Regions from separate parts of the Mus musculus genome. Here regions 2 and 3 are each linked to region 1. The links are chromatin contacts, called in public HiChIP or PLAC-seq and promoter capture Hi-C maps. All regions are on one chromosome and are shown on one strand. Each heading gives the region's core, a stretch centred on a gene start, on an enhancer-like site or on the middle of the called end of the contact. The rest is flanking DNA. Distances are from core to core; before and after follow the strand shown. Region 1 holds the start of F730311O21Rik (a long non-coding RNA gene). Region 2 holds the start of Cntn2 (contactin 2). Region 3 holds the start of Tmem81 (transmembrane protein 81).

Region 1 (4,154 bases), core at 516-3,015:
AAAAAAATACTGACCAGCAAGTAAGTCACTGGTTTTATGTTACTACTGCTTTCCAAGTGTCAGAGTGTACACAGCCCAATCTTCTTTCCCTATGATATAAAAAAGTCATTGGGTGGTGATGGCACAAACCTTTAATACCAGAACTCAGGAGGCAGAAACAGGTGGAGCTCTGTAAGTTCAAATCCAGCCTGGTCTATGGAGCGAGCTCTAGTACAGCTAGAGCTACTCCGAGAAACCCTGTTTTGAAAAATCAGAAGAAAAAAATTTAAAATGGAGCCTGACATGATGGTACATGCTTATATTCCTAGTATTTGAGAGGAACAGGCAAGATCACAAGTTTGAGGCTACCTTGGCCTACAGAGTGAGAGCCTGTTTATAAAAAAAAGAATATATAAAAAAGAAAGAGAATATTCACATGATTATGCTGAGTATGGGACTGGAGAGATGCTGCAGCCATTAAGAGCGCTTGTTCTTACATCAGACACAGGTTCAGTTCCCAGCACCTACGTGGTGGCTCACAACTGTCTCTAACTCCAGTTCCAGGCAATCTGACACCCTTTCCTGGCCTCCAAGGGCACCAGGCACTCACATGGTGCATACACTCTCTCTCTCTCTCTCTCTCTCTCTCTCTCTCTCTCTCTCACACACACACACACACATACACACACACACACACACACACACACTCACACACACACACACACACACACACACACACACACGCATTCACGCACGAGAGAGAGAGAGAGAGAGAGAGAGAGAGAGAGAGAGAGAGAGAGAGAACATGCATGGATATTCATGTGGGTAGGTGGATGTCCATGCCCATGTTTAAGTATGTGGAGACCTGAAGATTGGAGTTTTGACTATTGCTCTCTTCCCTATTCCCTTAAGACAGGGTTCTCACTGAACCTGAAGTTAGGCCGGCAGCCAGCAAGCCCCAATGATTCTCCATCTGCCTCCCACAGTCCGGGTGTTATAGGGTCACAAAGGCACACCCAGCTCTTTACGTGAGTGCTTGGCATTTGAACGCAAACCCTCATGCTTGGAAAGCAAGCAGTCTTGCTGTCTGAGCTGTTTCCCCAGGACCCTAAGTCTATGCTAAGTATGTGCGCTTCCACCAAGCTACACTACCAAGCTACACCTTTAAGTCCAAATGACTTTTGTTCTGATATAGAAGGGGAGATGTTTAACTAGAATTTTTACCCAGTGTCTCCCTCAAACTCAAAACTGAGTAAGTGTCCTGTATTTTCGTTTTCCCAATCTGGAAATCCTAACATCAGGAAGATTGAGGTTAGACAATAGGAAGATCTTGGGCTATTGCCTTGGGCTACTGACCCACAGGATGAGAGAATCTCCCATTCTGGACAGCTTTAAAAAGGTGAGTGTGGCAAACTGGAAGATGGTAGCACACACCTTTGATGCCAGCACTCAGGAGGCAGAGCCAGGTGGATCTCTGTGAGTTTGAGGCCAGCCTGGTCTACAGAGCAAGTTCCAGGACAGGCAGGGCTACACAGAGAAACCCTGTCTTGAAGCACAAAACAAAACAACAAACCAAACCAAACGAAGACAAAACTGAGTGTTCCCAGGACCTAGTGGGAAGCCTTTAGACATTTAGGGCTATCTTTACAGCCAAGAGACTCATCTTCTGTAGCTGAGCTCAGGAGGATTCACATAAAACACAGGAAGTGGTGGAAAGTGAACGAGATTATCAGTGGAGTTCCTGCCAAAATGAGGAAGTGACACTGGGTGGAGGCAGGGGACGCCTGAAGTCCCCAGAGAGGATGTCAGAGCAGGAGGTGCTGAGATCATCTGGCTACCCCACCCCCCTCACTTTGGGCCAAGGGGGGTGGCTGAGGGTGTGGAGCTGTGGGGTGAATCTGGAGGGTTGGGTGAGCCTCAGCAAGTAAGTATAGCCGGGGCAGCAGGAGTTCAGGCCTTGGGAGAAAAATCTTAAGATATGTATTTGGGGGTAGAAATGACCCCCCAAAGGGAAAGAAAGGTGGCCTCAGGATACTCAGCAGAGCAGGGGCTGATGTGAGTCTCTAGGGTCACCATAGGGAGCTCTGGGGCTCTCAGTCTGGTAAGAGAGACAGGTGTGCCCTAGAAATCAGGTCGTCAAGCATGCTTTGTTTTCTTCCTCCTTTAGTGCATACTGGGTGTGGTGCTGAACCCCGGGAGTCCTGAACTAAACAGAATATACACTGCCCTTCAAAGCCTGGAGGTCCAGGGGAGGAGAGGTAAGTAAGTCCTTGTGAAATTGTAACTTTTATAAGGTGAAGGACTTCTTGTTTCTCTTTTTCTTTCTTTTTGGTAGATAGGCTTATAGCTTGTGCTGGCTTTGACCTTGACCTTATTCTGTAACTGAGAATGACCTTGAATTCTCGATCCTCCCCAGCTCCCCCTCACAGGCGGGCATTCCCCCATCATGCCAGGTTTCTATAGAGCTAAGGACCAAATCTAGACCTTTGTTTTGGGTCACTGACTCCCTTCCTTGGTGAGAGTTCAGATGTCATTCCTGTAGTGCCCCTCCACGAAACTCCATCTTTAGACCCTACTGGGTGCTGTCTGCTACCCTACTGGGTGCAGATCTTTGGATAGGTAAACACTCTAACAACTGGATAACAGCCACAGCCTGGGCTGGACTTGAATTTGCCACCATCCCCACACCTCTGCCACCAGAGTGCTGTACCAACAGCCTAGGCCAGCCTGCACAGGAGTCAAAGGTCACCACCTGACCCCAATGTACCTCTCCAGCTGCTGCCTCTGTCCCCCACACTGCTTGCTTGCTCTGTGGAGTAAAGTAAAATTAACTGGCTAAACTGGGTGTGGTGGAGCTCACCTTCAATCCCAGTCCTTGGGAGGCAGAGGCAAGCAGATCTCTATGAATCCAAGACCAACCTGGTCTACAGATTGAGTTCCAGGACAACCAAGGCTATACAGAGAAACTGTGTCTCAAAAATAAATAAATAAATAAATAAATAAATAAATAAATAAATAAATAAATAAATAAAACAAATTAGCTGGCTTGGAGAATGACTTAAAATAAGAATAACTTAATAGCTTTCTTATTGTTGGGTTGTTTTTGTAGCCTTGTCTGTGCTGGGACTCACTCTGTAGATCAGTCTGGCCTCAAACTCACAGAGATCCACCTGTCTCTACCTCCCAAGTGTTGGCATTAAAGACATGTGCTACCATGCCCAGCCTAGCTTCTCTATTTTAGCTCCTCCCATACCTACCACAAGCTGGGAGAAGCTGTTGGGTGCTGGCCAGTCTGGCCTGGAACTCTGGACCCTCCTGAACAGGGTTTACAGGTGTTCTGTACCACACCAGGCCTCTTGGGCGATTCCTAGGAGCCAACACTGGGAATGGTGATTGGGGGACGGGGGGTGGGAGGGCAGGTGTATTAGGAGTTAAATGAATTCCCTGATAGACAGACAGACAGACAGACAGACAGACAGACAGACAGAAAGGCAGGCCCAAAATAAAGAAAAAGATGGCAAACTTTGGCTTCTTCCTCCTGATCAGAGACAAAGGTCTAAAGGCCTGGTGAGCAGAGACCTGGATGTGTTGTTTCCATAATCCTGGGCCTGTGAGCTTCCCTGACTGTTCAACCTGATCTCCTTAGGGGAGGACAACCTCTCAAAGACCCTTAGAAACTCCCAGCCATCAAGGAGAGACTCAGTTTCACTTCCCAGTCCCTCCTTAACGAAGCAGAGGGTCTGTGTGTGCCTCACTCTGCCTGTGTGTGTGTGTGTGTGTCTCTGTGTGTGTGTCTCTGTGTGTGTGTCTGTGTGTATGTGTGTCTGTGTGTGTGTCTATGTGTGTGTGTGTGTGTGTCTATGTGTGTGTGTGTCTGTGTGTCTGTGTGTGTCTCTGTGTGTGTGTGTCTGTGTGTGTGTGTCTCTGTGTGTGTGTCTGTGTGTGTCTATGTGTGTGTGTGTCTGTGTGTATGTGTGTGTCTGTGTGTGTGTGTGTCTGTGTGTGTGTGTGTGTGTGTGTCTGTGTCTGTGTGTGTGTGTGTGTGTCTGTGTGTGTGTGTGTATCTTTACTGGTTGGCCCTGTCTGCTGTGTCTGAGATTTCCCTGACCTATTATTATGTTCAAGATTTTTCCTGCCTATTTTTTTTTTGACTTTTCATTTTATTTATTTAGTTA
Region 2 (4,154 bases), core at 931-3,430, 200 kb after region 1:
ATAGTGTCAGCATAGAGGCTGGTTCGGGTGTTTCCTGCAGCTTATACACTTCCTAGGACTGATCTGGAGTCAGTCCAGCGCAGTACATACAGCTGTCTAGTGGATCATGGGGACTCAGAGCTAATACACATGCCTCCACTTAAGCGGTGTCAGGAAGTGGAGGTGCCCAGCGAAGGCCACTGGGGACAGTCTGAGGGTGACCTCAGGGCTGGAATCTGAAGAGTACATGCTCTGGGATGGCAGGTGCAAAGGATGATTTGGCCTGGTGGAGATTGGGGAAGGGGAGAAACCAGTCCCGTCAGTAGCCCTTCTCTTTAAACCCCTCACTTCTTCCCGACAAGGGCAGTGGCTTCTGAAGGAGGCAAGTGGGACCTTGAGTGTCTTTGATGCTATCACTTCAGAAGCCCCTCCTATCTGTTTGCTTCATCCCCGGACTGCCTCTAAATTAGCAAAGATTCCCACAAGACAGTAGGAAGGACTTTGACCTTGTGCAAGAAGCACTGAGTGGTTCTGCCAGAGCCTAGAGGTTGCCGCTGGGGCCCCTGGGAGGAGCTGAACGCTCCTGACTCGGAGGCAGCCCTGAAACATGACACCTGTTTCAACCACCGGACCATTTCCCGGCCCCGCCCCTGGAGCCTCAGTCACACTTGCCCCTCCCACAGGTGGTCCACTCTTGGCTGCCCGTGTCATTTAGTAGTGTAGCTGGTCCCTTTGAGCAGGACCTGGGACAAGTGTTAGATCATCTCAGAAGCTAAGTGGATGACGGGGCATCTGAATAGGGGTTTGGGGGAGTGCCCGAAATAGCTGCCCAGCTGCTCAGGACCAGGCTATGCGGACAGTTCCCTCTCCTGTCTCCTAGGCAGAAGGGTTCAAACCCACCCTTGTACAGGACTGAGGTCACTGCATGCAGAACCACTCTGTGCTGGTCACACTAGTTACAAATGTACTAACAACTTTGGCGTCTTTACCCTGAAGACCGGAAGGAAGCTCAACTCCCCCTACCTCCCAGGGGTGGGGATGGGGTGGGGATGGGGTAGGGTTGGGGGCAGAGCTTCACCGTCCAGGCTGCCTGTGCAGCCCAAGACACTAGTCTCTAGGCATGGCTTCACCTTAGCCTCTTGCCCCCCCAGTGCTGCAGCCAGTCTTGGAGGTGGTGACAGACACTCCCTGGCTGGGGCTGTTTCCTCCTGTAGCCCATTACATAAGCTATGGGGCTAGGCAGAGGGGTTACCCCCTCTCTCTAGAATCCCCTGGAAAGCCAAACTTTGAGCAAATCCTTCCCTCCCACCAGGGAGGCTGAGGGGGAGGGATCTGAGAAGACAAGGTTGAGGAGGGAGGAGGGGAAAAGGAACTGCAGGCTACATTCCAGCCTCACCCTTGGAGGGATGTGACTTGCCTCAGTTTCTCTCCCAAGTTCCAGCTTCTGGACAGCCTTTACCCAAACTTGTGTTCTGTTCTCGCCTCTCTTCAATAGCCTTCCTAGTCCAGCAGAACCAAGACTTCACAAGGAGGTCACCCGGCAAAAGCAGCCCCCCACATGAACTCAGCATTTGGAAACTCAGGTTCAGGTTCATCTAGGGAGTTCCAGGGACAGGGTAGAGCCTGGCCCTACAGAGCTGCTGGGCACTGGCTGGGGTCCAGGGCAGGTCTTGGAGCCCCTACCCTTTTGGCAGGTAGTTACCACTGCCTGCTCAGATTTCTGGACCCTCCCAGGGGCCAGCTTCCTGGACCAGTAAATCAGGCCTTGCAGAATGCCACCCACCTAGACAGGACGGGTAAGAGCCTGCGGGGTCGCTACTATGGGGCTGGGATGAGAGATCAATTGGGACCCAGCCTGCTGCCTGTCCCTGTCCCCTCCCAAGTTTCAAGGAAGACATTTATAAGGGCTGAGCCGGGAGCCCCTCTTGAAACAGCACCCAGGGAAACCTCTGAACTGGAACAGACAAAAATGATAGGCACCTACCTAGAGTGCGGGAAGGGTGTTGGCTGGGGCAGTGCTGCGGTTGCCTGGTGAGCAGACCCTGCCGCCAGCCTCGGGGCTGCTTGGCCCCGCCGGCCTTAGCCACTGGCTGTCCTGGCGTGGCGGCAGCGGGCGAGGGTGCGTATGTGTGTGCGCGCCCCGAGCCACTGCAGCATCTCTGCATCAGGATGCGCTCCTCCCTCTCGCAGGCTCCGCTCACTGGCTGGCTCGGCTCCTCAGCCAACGCTCGGCCGGAGATGGCTTCCTCTGCCCCCTCCCACCCCGCCGTCCCCACCCTCCTGGCTTTACCTCATTTGCTGTCATTTAAGGACCAGGGAGTGAGCCAGAGCGCTGCCGTCTTCCATCAAGCTTGGCCAGCTCCGTGCCCAGCCCAAAGCTGCAGAGGGGCGCTCTGAGAAGGCACAAAAAAGTGTCTCTTGCTTCTGAAATTCTGGAGACACAAGGGCACCCGGCGTCTCGCTTCTCTCCTTACCTAGTCCCTTGTTAGAGAATGGGATCCACAGCAAGCCTCCAATTTGCTGTGCGGGGCAGCTGTGAAGAAGGGCTCAGCCTCCATTATCCCGGTCCCCTCGCCCATCACGTTCCTTTTCCTTGTATTTGCCCAGAAGTAACATGGAATTTTGTCGTTGTTGCTGTCAAAATGGTTAAACTGTAAAAGACATTAAAAATAGCAAAAGTCTCAGATTCTTAACCCATTCTTAACAAATTTGAATACCCACCTCTAGGTTTATATTTTCACTTGGGTTGTGAGAATTAATTTATGAAAATGAGACCACAAAATACATCGTAATGTGCAAAATATATTAACTATACAATTGAGTTTGGACACCTTTGTACACGGGTACCCCTAGATCCAGCCCTCTTTTAGACAGCAAAAGGTGAGACTTCATGAAAAGCTGGTGGGTCTGGAGTCTTTGCTATTGATAGGATGTGTGTGTTTGGCTAAGTCCCCTGCCTCCTTTGAGCCACACTGGTAACCTGCAATGGTTAAAGATGGCTGAGGCCTCTGCTAGCTCTGAGATTCCAGGGGTTCACCCTGGGTAGGAGTGTACCCCTCCTGCCCTGCACCTGTCGTGTGGTGACATGCTCGGGAAGACTGAAGTCTGCAGGCAGAGGGACCCACCATCTGCAGCACCAGTCAGCCCTGACAGGCTGTCACTGTCTTTTCACCCCACTTGGGTTGCCTGCTGTCCAGGGCCAAACTGGCTAGTGGCCCAGATGCTGCAACAGCTGGCAAAGCTGGCCAGCCTCTGAGTTTCAAACGTGATACCTGTCAAATAGGAACGCGGCTCCTGTCTTGCTGACTGGCCAGTGGCTGTGGGCCTGGGGAAGAATGAGGATCCTAATGCTTCAGAGACTTCTGCCTCTCTTCTCTCAGTGCCCCGCAAGGGCGGGCACACCTCCAAAGCACAACGTCTTTGTTCTGATACAGAGATGCCTAAACTCTACTAAGATGTTTCTCAGGTAATTTTTAATTAAATTTGTGACTAGACAGTCATATCCACCTCCTCCAGGGTGGCCTATCCCCGATATCATGGTCCTGTCTGTCTGTCTGTCTGTCTGTGACAAGTTTGCTGTTCTCAAGGTCCTGAGTTACATTACACAGCTAACATCGCCCAAGTGAGACGTGCTCCATCCACTTAGAGGCTCTGCAAGGTGTTTCCAGCAGAAGACAGTAGGAGGCAGGTCCTTGCCAAACAGTGATGTGCCTGCTGCAGTGAGCTGATGAACCATGGTCTGGAAACTGTTTGCAGAATTGTTTTAGACGGAGACCGCTGTCTTTGTTGACTCTATTTTAGGACAACTGCTGCCCTTGTGGTGGGGATCAGGTCTGGGCCAGGGGTGTTATTAGTGTCAGCAAATTTGTTCTCAAAGGCTCTCTCAGATCCCCTTCCAGCCAACTTGCCCCACTGCAGGTGGATCCTGACCAGCATAGTAGAAATATTTATTAAGCCAGGATCTCAGTTTAGAAAGACAAGTCCAAACTTGTGCTGAGTGATCAGCTGAGCCTGGTCCAGATGAGTTGCAGGAGTGGGCACCAGGGATCTTCAGTGCCAGCCTCTGGCATGCTCTCATTCTGGGAGAATGCCTGAGGTAGGTATGTGAGGATCCAGGCAGGTCTTTGTCATGAATTCTATTAGTTTGGTAATAGCAGAAGTATTGCCTGTCTCCA
Region 3 (4,154 bases), core at 1,216-3,715, 160 kb after region 1:
AGGAGGAGCCATCTCAGAACTGCTGTGAAGACCGTGGAACCCTTGGTTCTTCTCACTCTGTCATCAGGTAGCCTTTGGACAGCGTGGCCAATCATCTGAGATTGGCTTTAGTTGAAAACAAAGGCCTCTGCCTCCCACCCAGGAGGTGAAGGAGTGGATTTTGTGTTTGAATGAGGAAGTGAATTATGGAAGAAGAGCACACGGCCCTGCCTTCCTTTCAAGCAGAAGTCCAAACAGGCTCTCAGGAACGCGGATGCGCGAAGACGGCAGGAGGCTTGACCCACTTCAACTTCACACCAGGTTGTGTTGCTGGTGAAGAGTGCCCGTGTTTTGTTCACCTAACTGTTGGAGTCCCATCTTTGGACGTGTCATTTCCCATGTCCTGCTTGCCTTCCGTCCTCCATGCATGTCCTCGAGTGACTTGTTCTTTTCTGAAAATTTGCTACCAGCACCTAGGAAGACTGATGCATCTTCTGTTTCTTTCATTCATAACTTTCCCCTCCCAGTGCTTCCTGTAGCTCCATATTGTGTATAAAGGTTGGGCAGAGAAGCAAGTGCTCGAAAGATTTCAGACTGGCAGGAAAGGAAGGAGGAACGAAGGCCCCTATCACGCTATCTTACCATGCCCTTTGCTCAGGAGGCTGGGCTCTAGAGAATCAGGGGTTCCCTTGCATTGCATGTTTTCCAGTATTAGATCCGTTTGAATAATCATGGCTTTTGGATATGATTAGTTTTATCCATCTCCAGCTAAGAATCATCAGTAGTTTGTGTATCGCTTTACCTGTGTTGACTTCCAGAGTTAGAAACAAAGCAAGGTGTGTTTCTCCACGAGGTTCTTTTTTATGGGTGTGGGGCACTATGCAAGGACTGACATGAGAGACCTCCACCCCCAAATCAAAGCAACAGCAGCCCACTTCAAATCAAAGATGAGGTTCGTTCCTTAAATCCTTGCCTGTGGAGAACCTGTCCCCGGCAGCCATAGTTTGTCCTTTCCTGGAGCTACGCCCCATTACTGTCTTCACTCACTTCCTTTCTGTGAAAGGTTGCTTAGCTTTTACCCTTCTCTTTCTCACCTTGGCTCTCTCTGCATTTGCTGTTCTTTTAATAAAAATAGCAAATTGAATGGATTTGTACAATAAGTGTTTGAAATTTTCTGAAAATCCAAAGTCAGGAAGCCAAGTGTGCGAAGGGTTAGTGACGCCTCTGGCAATAGCTTTGGCTTGCCCTGGGCCATACTCTGTCAGCACTGAAAGGAGGTTTAAATACTATGCTAATTGTGAAATCTCTTATCAGTTGGTGGAGGCTCCTTCAGACAGCCAAACCCGTTGATTACATTGTACTGTGGTAGATGTGACAGGGACACGCTGGAAGTTTCTAGTTCTGTTGCTCCTGTGCTGCTTCCAAGTGTGAGTGAGACCAATGGTTGTGATTGGTAAGTGGCTCACGGGATGTTTTTATTTGTAGACATTACCTCCATGTCATGTCTCTGTACAGCACACTGCAGTGGTGTGCAAGCTGATGCAGGGGTTTCTGCCTTCCCTGTGTGAAGTGGCTTGATTTCCCTCCATCTGGATGCTAATGCTGTGTCCCATTTCCATTAATGAGCTACTGAGTAAATCAGCTCAAACCCTGCCAGATTGTCTCTGGCAGCAGCTCCTAATAATTATTTATGCTTTGGGAATCTTTTTGTCGGCTTCTAGAACCTTCCGTCCACTCTCAGCTTAGGTTTTTGATTTGTGTAATATATGTATATTCTTTTTCCTTGCTGTCGTCCTCCCTGCCTCTCCGTTTTGTTTCTTAAAATGTTCTGTAGTTTTGTACAAGATGAGACTTAGCCTTGGGTACTTCTTGCTAAAGCTTTAATGCTTTGTAAATAAAATTGGATGTTTATTAAACCACAAGTATACATGCTTGTTTGTAAACACTGCCTGCTTCTGGAACTCAGCAGCCATCTTTGTGTTTGTACAGTAGAAAATACGTGTGGATTTTAGATCTTTCTCTGTGGTCATTTGGATCTGGAAAGGTCAGGCAGTTTGGAGTCCTTCCGTTGTCCAAACTAGAAATAAATGATTTGAGCCAAAAGCTGATGTTAATGAAAACAGTCACATAGGGTTTTCTTATTATAAGCTTTGAAGAGGCCACAGTGCTAGGCATTCAGGGAGGTTATAGTAGTGCACCTAGAGGTTCTAGCCTTCCAAGGATCTTTGTTAGTCTAAATGTAGTTAATATTCTTCCTTGTTAATCCTGTTCTCTGATGAAGTAATTTTAACATCAATACAGAATAGTTGTTATCTCATAAAGAATAAGATATCTCAGAGACTCAAGTAGTATGGTTTCAAAGATTACCAAATCTGTCTGCTTGCTACTCTGTTCTGTCGCTAAGAACCCATCTTTAGCATCATAGCTGCTTCATAGCAACCTTCATTGATGCGAACAATGAGCTCTTCTGTGCTGCGGGGGTAAATAGAGCAGACCAGAGTCAGGCAGCACCAGTCCGCCTCACACTAGGCAGGTCCTGATTCACTTAGAACAGGACGAGCTGCCTCTGCCATAGCGTACTCACTTGCTCCTTTGGAAGGGTGTGTTGGACTAAGTCTCTAACCTGGGCTGGTCTCACATGGGTGTATAGCTGAAGCTGACCTGGAACTTGTGATCTTCGTGAGTGCTGGGAGAAGGGCTGTGCAAACTCCCAGTTTATGTGGTGATGGGGATCAAAACCGAGCTTCATGCAGGTGCAGAACGCGTGCTGCCACACTCCACTAAAGCTTTTTCTTTTCAGGAGACAGGTCTTAGAGTTAGCCCGTTTAGCCCAGGCTAGCCTTGAATTTGCCAGCAGTCCTGCCTCTTTGAGGCTGCTGTCACCATACCTTGCTTTCCATTTCTTTGAAAGTCTATACAGTGAAGGTAGTTAAACCTGGGAATGGGGCTTTCAGGTGCAGTGTTCAAAGGGACCTACCTGAAATGGACAAGGGGGGAGTCACGTGGCTCCAGCCCAGAGTTGTCTGTTTTTTTCAAGACGGTTTCTTGGTGTAACAGCGCTGGTTATCCTGGAACTCGATCTGTGGACCAGGCTGGCCTTGAATTCACAGAGATCCACCTGCCTCTGTCTCCTGAGTTCTGGGATCAAAGGTATGCGCCACCAGGCCCAGCCAAAGTTATCTTTCTAATAGAGGTGGTTTAGGAATATTCACAGTAAATTATTCAAGATATTCGAATTAACATCCTAGCCCAACCTTGCCTCACCCCTTTTGTAAGACTGGTTTTGTATCTGATCAGATTTAGTACGGGACTTTGAAACTCTCCCACAGTTTGGGAGGGAGGGAAAGAGTTAGCTTATACACCTGGGTAACATGGAAATTCACTTCAGCTTCTCAGGTCTTTTCCTTTTTTCCTTCTAAAGCCTGTGGGTTTAAGTTCATTAGGAAGCGACCAGAATTGTGCCCTGGAAGACGCCCCTGGCAGGCTTAAGCAAGCAAGCTTAGAGAGTCAAGCGACAATACTGTAAAAAGTCTTCCTGCCTGTGGCCTTACCTAAGACTATGGACCCCGCTTCTGTGCACATCTGTGCATGTGTCTGTTTTGCTGACAACTGTACATTATAATCTCTCAATGCTCAGGGCTATTCCAAGCTGGAGGCTCTGTTGTGGTACAATAGAACATTCATCTGGAATGCCTGCTAGTAAAATACTGAGTCATGAAGACTGGGGCCATCGTTTTTATCCTTAGGAGTCTGTTATCAATAACCTACCTGCCTTTGGTGTTGATGACACTGGACATCCCTGAGGAGCTACAAAAAGCCGTGGGGAGAGTCATTGTCAATGCCACAGGATGCAGTGTTACATGTGGCCTTGGCTACAAGGAAGAGACGGAGTGCGAGGTGGGTCCCGACGGAGTGAGGAGAAACTGCACGTTCCAGCGTTTGGAGTGTGTGACCAACTGGATCTGTGGGATGCTCCATTTCACCATCGTCCATGGGAAGACGTTTGAGCTGAACTGTCTCAGCTCAGACATCCTGGAGAAAGGGCAGGAAGCCTTCCGCTTCACCTGGAGGCTTGCCCGGGGCATCATCTCTACTAACGACGAGCTTTTCAGACCCTTCCGAGCCAATTCCCCCTTTATAGGATTTAAACCAGCCTATGAGTATAACGCTGGGAC

Evidence for each region. Promoter capture Hi-C pulls out the DNA fragments that hold promoters and counts their contacts. HiChIP or PLAC-seq counts read pairs in DNA pulled down with a chosen protein or histone mark.
Region 2: a promoter capture Hi-C map of pre-B cells shows a contact between it and region 1, with 2.7 times the contacts expected there. The contact joins the promoter of Cntn2 here to the promoter of F730311O21Rik in region 1. A contact is called at or near these places in 3 of 39 promoter capture datasets (hippocampal neurons, liver and pre-B cells) and 3 of 115 datasets of contacts at active chromatin or transcription factors (double positive thymocytes, hepatocytes and pancreatic cancer cells).
Region 3: a contact with region 1 is called in an H3K27ac HiChIP or PLAC-seq map of extraembryonic endoderm stem cells. The contact joins the promoter of Tmem81 here to the promoter of F730311O21Rik in region 1. A contact is called at or near these places in 4 of 39 promoter capture datasets (the 3T3-L1 cell line, hematopoietic stem and progenitor cells, hippocampal neurons and 1 more), 1 of 484 Hi-C or Micro-C datasets (olfactory sensory neurons), 3 of 115 datasets of contacts at active chromatin or transcription factors (embryonic stem cells, extraembryonic endoderm stem cells and trophoblast stem cells) and 3 of 9 other capture datasets (adipose tissue, liver and pancreatic islet).

The regions. Positions count from the first base shown.
Region 1 is chr1:132,340,165-132,344,318 of GRCm38.p6, forward strand. It overlaps F730311O21Rik (a long non-coding RNA gene), which reads left to right and starts at 1,766. Exons shown (of 4, transcript XR_878527.2): 1 at 1,766-1,903; 2 at 2,147-2,237; 3 at 4,152-4,154.
Region 2 is chr1:132,540,760-132,544,913 of GRCm38.p6, forward strand. It overlaps Cntn2 (contactin 2), which reads right to left and starts at 2,181. Exons shown (of 23, transcript NM_177129.5): 1 at 1,964-2,181.
Region 3 is chr1:132,503,765-132,507,918 of GRCm38.p6, forward strand. It overlaps Tmem81 (transmembrane protein 81), which reads left to right and starts at 2,466. Exons shown (of 2, transcript NM_029025.3): 1 at 2,466-2,732; 2 at 3,401-4,154. The coding sequence starts at 3,694. Rbbp5 (retinoblastoma binding protein 5, histone lysine methyltransferase complex subunit) reads left to right here. Exons shown (of 14, transcript NM_172517.2): 14 at 1-1,901. The coding sequence ends at 28.